Linked DNA regions of Mus musculus: region 2 is linked to region 1. Evidence: chromatin contacts called from public Hi-C data. All regions are on one chromosome and are shown on one strand. Each heading gives the region's core, a stretch centred on a gene start, on an enhancer-like site or on the middle of the called end of the contact. The rest is flanking DNA. Distances are from core to core; before and after follow the strand shown. Region 1 has its middle 460 kb from the start of Gm40061. Region 2 overlaps Arhgef26 (Rho guanine nucleotide exchange factor (GEF) 26).

Evidence for each region. Hi-C and Micro-C count contacts between places; a contact is called where the count stands out from the background.
Region 2: a contact with region 1 is called in a Hi-C map of neural progenitor cells, with 1.8 times the contacts expected there. The contact joins two enhancer-like sites. A contact is called at or near these places in 2 of 484 Hi-C or Micro-C datasets (the HL-1 cell line and neural progenitor cells) and 1 of 115 datasets of contacts at active chromatin or transcription factors (astrocytes).

Annotation. Positions count from the first base shown.
Region 1 is chr3:61,845,651-61,849,382 of GRCm38.p6, forward strand. No RefSeq gene overlaps it. Among named protein-coding and RNA genes, the nearest start is that of Gm40061, 460 kb to the left of the region's middle. Within about 2 kb of position 1,336, at least 24 of the 459 cell types and tissues checked have an H3K27ac peak or open chromatin away from gene starts, as enhancers often do. A contact at or near this core is called in neural progenitor cells, where this site is marked.
Region 2 is chr3:62,452,676-62,456,278 of GRCm38.p6, forward strand. All of the region lies in intron 11 of Arhgef26 (Rho guanine nucleotide exchange factor (GEF) 26), which reads left to right. Among named protein-coding and RNA genes, the nearest start is that of Dhx36, 53 kb to the right of the region's middle. Within about 2 kb of position 1,431, at least 45 of the 459 cell types and tissues checked have an H3K27ac peak or open chromatin away from gene starts, as enhancers often do. A contact at or near this core is called in neural progenitor cells, where this site is marked.

The DNA.
Region 1 (3,732 bases), core at 86-2,585:
TGGAGCGACCCATGGCTCCAGCCACATATGTAGCAGAGGATGGCCTTGTTGGACATCAATGGGAGGTCCTTGGTCCTTTGAAGTCTTGATGTCTAAGTGTAGGGGAATGCCAGGACCGGGAAGCAGGAGTGGGTGGGTTGGGGAGCAGGGGGAGAGGGAATGGGATAGGGGGTTTTTGGAGGAGGAGACCAGGAAAGGGAATAACATTTGAAATGTAAATAAAGAAAATATCTAACTTAAAAAAAAAAGAAAAAAGAAGGGGTGATAAAGCAAAAAACAAACAAACAAACCAAAGCCAAAACAAAAACAAAAACTAAACAAAAAGAACAACAACAAAATTGGTTGACAGTATAAGCTACTATCAGTTGATATGTAATAAAGCCTTCCTAGTGTTGAGAAAGAAAAGAAACACAGGCAAGGATGAGAATGTGAGACAGGAAAGTATACTCTTCCTACTTTAGAACAATCCAAAAAAATATAATGACTGCCTTGATTTGAAACGTTCGAATTTATTTAAAAACCAATGGTACTGCTAAAGATTGAGATAAAGCTATTTTCATAATAAAAGAATTTTGGAAAATATACATTGACTATGAATGTGTAAGCAAAATGTATGTGCTTTTAATATAGTTATAACATCAAAATATAGATATTTTATTCTGTCATTCAAAATGATAGCATCATTTAGAAGTATTATTTTCAACAAGGATTTCAAGACCTAAAAGTTTTATTTAATTATTATGCAGTTGCAGTATATAAAACATCAGAACAAGACATTACAAATGAGAAGCTGAAACTAATATACAAAATGCAAAACCATCGAATCTATGGTTTTCAGAGATACTTTTTCAAAAGCTCCATAAAACAGCAGATCTCCTTTCAACTTCCAACTGGCTCCCTGAGTCGTCTCTGCCTAGTAGCAACATAACATTAAAATCCTTTGCTGCTGTGAGACAAATATTGTCTTAATATTTGTGTTCCTTCTTTATGATCAGCAATTTGGTTATTAAAGAGATTTGGCAAATGCTTTAGCTTGACTGCAGATGCAGGGGAACAGGCATTAATCGTCCAATGTGAATGAAAGCCAGAATAATAACTATGCTAGTTAATAGGATGGCAAGAGGCACTGAACCACTGTGGACAAAACAAAATGTGTGAATGAGTCACTGGCTGGATAGCACAAAATGTCAATTTCCCCAGCAAGGTTCAGCAGAAAATAGAAATAATTTGAAGTAAGGAAAAAAAAAAAGTGTTGATGTGTTGTGCTGAAAAGCCTTTGAAAAGACAGGCTTCTCTATGTGAGTGGAATATTAACAAACTCAGCATCCCAGGAATGCTAACAAGAAACACAGGCCCTGGTATAAGTCTGTGCCAAGCCAGCATCAGAAACAACTTGCATGGATTGTAGCCGAGCGGTTTTGATGAGCTGTCTGATGCCTGACAGGGGAAATACATAACTAGTTGTTCATCCACCTTTACCTACTGGCATTCCAAAATCTCAGAGGATTTACTGTAATAGTCTAAAAGGAGGCAATCACTTAAAATTAAACTTATTATTAGACTCAATGAATTTATTACATAACTTGTTTTGACATATATTTCTCACAAAATTAATATTTGTGTGGAAGTGTAGTTATTCTCGACCTAATTAAAAAGCTTTTAAAGTAAGAAAAACCCCAACAATACCAATGTTCCATTACTGTTTGGGGACCTTATGGAGAGCTGACAGTAATGTATACTGATGTAGCTACTACAGAAATCAGTATGCAAATTTCTCATAGCAAAACCTAAAAGTAGAAAAACCAAATATACTACTTCTAGGTACATACTCAAAGGACTTTAAGTCAACATTAAGAAAGATAATTGCACATCCATATTTATTGCAGTACTACTCACAGTAGAAAAATTGAAATTTGTTTTTTTTAATTGAGTATTTTCTTTATTTACATTTCAAATGTTATCTCCTTTCCTGGTTTCCCCTCTGCAAACCCCCTATCTCATCCCCCCTGGAAATTTGGCTGTTATCCTTAAATCACGTGAATGAAAAAGAATATAATAATAATAATAATAATAATAATAAACAATAATATATGTCATAAAATTTTACATGTAAAATATACATTATATCAGATATACAAATATATCAGAGAATTTTCTTCATTCATCAAGAATGAAATTGAATCACTTACTGAAAAATGAATACAACTGGATGGAGATCATTATGTTAAATGAAATAAGCTATATTCAGAAATACAAACATCACATTTTCTCTCATTTCTGATTGCTAGAAGTCCTTATAGATAGTAAAAATATGTATACAGCATATGTAGAAATAAGTGTCTGTGTGTGTGTGTTGTGTGTAAAATAAAACCAGGGGAGAAATTAAAGGAGAGAAGCAAGAAGGAAAAGAAGACAGAGAAACTGAAAGAAGAGTGTGGATGAGGGTGAACATGGTCACAGTCAATGATATACTTAAAACAATTGTCTGCAAAACCCAATACTATGTACAGAGAACATATGTTAATTTAAAAATGGTTAAGTTCAAGATGTAATGAATAACTCTAAATGATTTTTTTTCTAAGTAGCATCCAGGAGAAGATTTGCTAATTTATTCAAAGCAGTCAAGGCAGAGTATTTGAATGAAAAGAGAAAAAAATGAGTCAAATCAAAAAAGTGAAAAAACAAAGTGGACTGAAGGAAAAGCATTTGACTACTGGGACTGAGGCCTAAGTGCCAAGTACTGAAATTATTACAAGAGCAGGGCTTACACTGTGAAGGCAGAGGGCACTCAAGAAGAGGAACTCAAAAGCTATTTTTAAAAATGAAATCAGTGAAGAAAGCTGTGTAAAATACCTGAAAACATTTCAGCAAATTATCATCCTAGTAAGTACATAAATTTATAAAATCACCCATTAGAAAATGATTTTATTGAGATGTGAATTAGTTTAAGGATTTAGTGCAATCTCAAACAAAATCCCCATTTAACTCTATCTAAAATTCATAAGGTGATGAAAAGGATCGAGAAAGCTAACATGGCTTTTAAAGAGACAACAATATTGGAGGGCTGGTACTACCTACTTTGAGAATATCTGACTTACAGATTTCCTTTAAAGTGATCAAGTGGTTTCCCATGTACACCATTAATTGATTCTTTTCAACAAAGACCAAAGATAATCAATAGGAAAGAACAGCTTTTCCAACAACTGGCCTATTATGAAAATATTTATCTTTGTCCTTGGTTAACATTACAAATAAAACAAACTTCAAAATAGATTATAGATCTAAAGCAGAAAACTCAGGAGAAAAGAAAAGAAAAGAAAAGAAAAGAAAAGAAAAGAAAAGAAAAGAAAAGAAAAGAAAGAAAAGAAAAGAAAAGAAAAGAAAAGAAAAGAAAAGAAAAGAAAAGAACATATGTACTACCTGCCTTCCTTTGCTCTGTTGCTGTGATAAAACTCTGACGAAAAGCAGTTTAGAGAGGTAATGGTTTATTCAACTTACCCTTTGGGATCACAGTTCATTATCAAATGAAGCCAAGGCAGAACCTCAAGGCTGAGATCTAGAGGCAGGAAGTGAAGCAGAGATATTGGAGAAACTCTCCTTACTGGCTTCCTTTCCTTGACATTTTAAGTTACCTTTCATTCAGAACCCAGGCCCATTTACCCAAGATATCATTGATGATACTTGGAGGGTCCTCTTACATCAATTAGCAATCAAGAAAATGTTCTACTGACA
Region 2 (3,603 bases), core at 181-2,680, 610 kb after region 1:
TTGCCATTATTTCAGTAGTGAGTACATCTTGCCTGGTTGTTGGTTCATAAGGTTCACAGTTGGTGCCATTCTCTCCTAGTAGCCTGTAGAGCACTCTTTAGCATTATGAAAGCTAGTCAGCAGGGAAGATGCTTTCTGCTTTGTTCTGCCTTTGTTTCCCTGTATTTTGCAGTCATGATACATTGTCCATTTGTGCCTTGATGCTGGCAGATATGCCGCTCAGGGAAGGCAGAATGCAGTCTAAGACAGAGGTCTCAGTCTGTTCTTCTGGGCAAGAGATCTGGGACAGATCCTATGCTTCTTAAACTCCTGTGTACCCAGATGCTGCTGTGAACTTTGAGAAGTTGGGAACAGGTCCGCTACCCACGCTGAGCCCAGGTTGAAGGAATTTGACTAATTTCCCAATGAGTGCCAAGGTATGGAGGGACTGGAAGAAAGGAAGGCCGGCCTTCTCTGGGATCTAGGCAGCATTCTTTACAACAAAGGATCACCCCCAGGGTGAACCAGAGATTAAATACCTCCTGCAGGATGGAATGCCCAGGAAAGGAAGTTCATTGACTAGATACTCCGAGCCTATCTAGATACCTTATTAGCATGGAGAACTCTAGGTTTTTATTCTACATGACTGATTGTCAGGGAACTGATTCTAATGCCTACCATTTCAATTGTGAGATTTACTGGAGGTGGTGGGTGTTGACTCTGTTTCTATCTTACCTGTTTTTCTGTCTGGTGGCAGGGTTTCACTGCCCCTGTGTTAATGGGGATAGAGATCTACATGTGATACTGGGGTTCCTGTTAATAATCATGGTTCTAGGAGGAGCATTCTCTCACTAAGAAGGAGATCTCCCTTCTCTTATTTATTTTAATTTGCTTATTGGTTTCAATATGCCTGTTTCACTAGTCACTTTGACTACTCTCCCTCATGCCCTTATTTTCCCAATCCTCCACACCATCAGTACTTAAACTTCCTATCCTGTTTGTCTCACCACTTTCATATCATGTATGTCCTACTAACTAAATCCCTTCCCCCAACATCTTAGATGTCCTACTTCCTATTAGCCCCTTCCTAGTTTTCTGGTATCTGTAAGTTGCTAGAACAACCCCAAGGCCACTTCCCACTCCCAGGTTTCTCCTGGTTTTCACTTTTGTTCATAAGAACCCTGCTGACTATTTTGTAGAATGGGCATCTTAGTTGTGTACACGGTGTTCTGTGTTTGCCTGTCATGGACCGTAAGTCACTGTACTGCTAACCAGATAACACTCTGAAAAAGACAGTCTTACTCTTCTTGAGAAGACAAGGGAGGAATGTTTTACTCTCATCTCTTTTCCTTCTGGGCTTTTCAAGAAGAATGTGGGAGATGGAGAGTCCCCTTTGTCTACCTTCATTAAAATGAGGCACAGACAGCTGCAGTTCCCACAGGCCAACAGGCTGTAGCAAGTGATATCCTTGGCTTCCTGCATTTGCAGTAGAATTTGGATTCCCCTTTGGGTCCAATGTATGCAGTGATGAGATATCTACTATGTGATCAGTGGGGGGCGGGGGGGGCACGCAAGGTCTTTTCAACCATTCATGTAACTGTAGGATACACAGAGCCATCATAAACAAGAGTCAGAGGTCCTTTCTTGTATTTCTTTTGCAGAGAAGCTGGGAGCCTAATGAATGTAGCTGTGCTGTCAGCCACCCAGACCGGGAGCTGGGCTCTGACAAAGAGGCATTGTTGGCAGGGAGCTTTGCCCTCTTCCTGCTTCAGTTAATGATTTAATTTCAACAGGAAGTATAAGGATGGGATGGAATTGTAAATGGGATCTCAGAGGCAATCATATTCTTTCTTCCTTTGGGAAAATCACAACATAAAGTAGACAGTCTATATAAGAAAATGTAGTTCGGGTTGCAATTTTTCTTTTCTTTTTCCTTTTTGAATCTAGATTCTAGGTCTGAAAATGATCTTTCACATTCAAGGGGTGCTGTTCCCTTTCTTCCAACTCAAATTATAGTCACCTTTCGTAAAAGTACCTTTCATAAACAAACAAGATATTTTAAGGAGAAATGGGCAGAACGTTGTTTTAAAGATTTGTATTTATTTTTATTTTATGCACATTGGTGTTTTGCCTGCATGTATGTTTGTGTGAAGTGCCAGATCCCTTGGTACTGGAGTTATGGTTGTGAGTTGCTATATGGGTGCTGGGGATTAGCAGCCAGTTCTCTTAACCACTGAGCCATCTCTTTGGCCCCCAGAAGCAGAATATTTTAAACAGCACACAACAATGCCACAAGCCCTTCTTGGGTGGGTGACCAAAATATAGAAGCCTTCATTTGATACTCTGAACAAGTGATATTTCACACGAAGCCTATTAACTTCACCAGTTATTATTAACAGTATTACCTATTAACAGTACCAGCCCTGACTTTCCTGGGGTAGGGATGACAGAACTACAAGTCTGATTAACATCTCTTGTATTCTCAATGACCACTTCTATTCTAAAAATGCTGGAAAAATAAATTGCCCTTAATACTTATTTTTGAGACAAGGTTTGTAATGAAGCTCATGCTAGCTGCAGTGATCTTCAGCCTCCTAAAAGCTGGGATCGCCAGCAGAGTTGAGGCTGCACTGTGTGCTGTTATTGTAGAGCTTTTCTTTCTAATACTTATCCAGCCTTTGGCAGATGTGGTGAGAAATTGGATTTCTGTGTCTGCAACCTTTTTGCAATCAAGTTTAAACCCACCATGTGTATGACTCAGTTAAAGGATAGGATCAAGGGGCTCAGCTGTAACTCCCCATGAGGAGTCTTCCACGGCATCTTCTAGTGCCATGCAAAGCTAGGTGGCCATGGGAAGGCTGTTAGTCTCTGTTCCACTTGGTCTTTTCTCCTCTGTCGTCAAATGTGGCTTCAGGAGCATCTTTCCCAGCACACTGAACACTGCTTGGGGCTTGATCATGTTTTATTCTGCTTGTCTGCTCCATCATATGAAGAGCTATGAACAGCAATGAACCCCAGCGTAGTGTAGTACCCGTACACTCAGTGAAGCTTGCTTGAAGGATTCGTTATATCTTGGGATTTGATACGCCACAGGTATCAGGGCAAAGGAAATAGTCTGAACTGCCTGTGTGGTAGGTTGCAAATGCCTCTTGTTTCATATGGTAACTGGAGAGAGTAGATGAGAGTGAGCCATGGACTTTAATAATAATGGCTTTCCTGTCTTTAGGCTTCTGTCTTTAGCAAGTGCTCGGCTCCTGCTTTAGAGACACACTCCTTCCAGTTCCCTGGTGGGGCCAGCTCCTTGGCAAGGCATGTAGAAGCCCCAGGGGAACTGGTGTGGTTTGACAGCTTCTGAGAGGGGGTGGTACTGACTCAATTGAAATGTTTTCAAGAAACAGCTCCATTCAGCAAGGGCAACAACAAGTGTCTTGTTCTGTCCTCTGGAGTCCCAGCAAGGGGCCACACTGTCTACAGGATGCCATTAGTACCCAGACAGCATGGCACAGGAGTGAATGATTTCATCTGGACTGCTCAACCTCAGTGGCAGGGGGCAGCTGCTGGCCTTGTCTGCAAAGTCCTGTGTGAAAGATTCTGTCCCACAGTGCTCTGGGAAGGCAGCAGTTT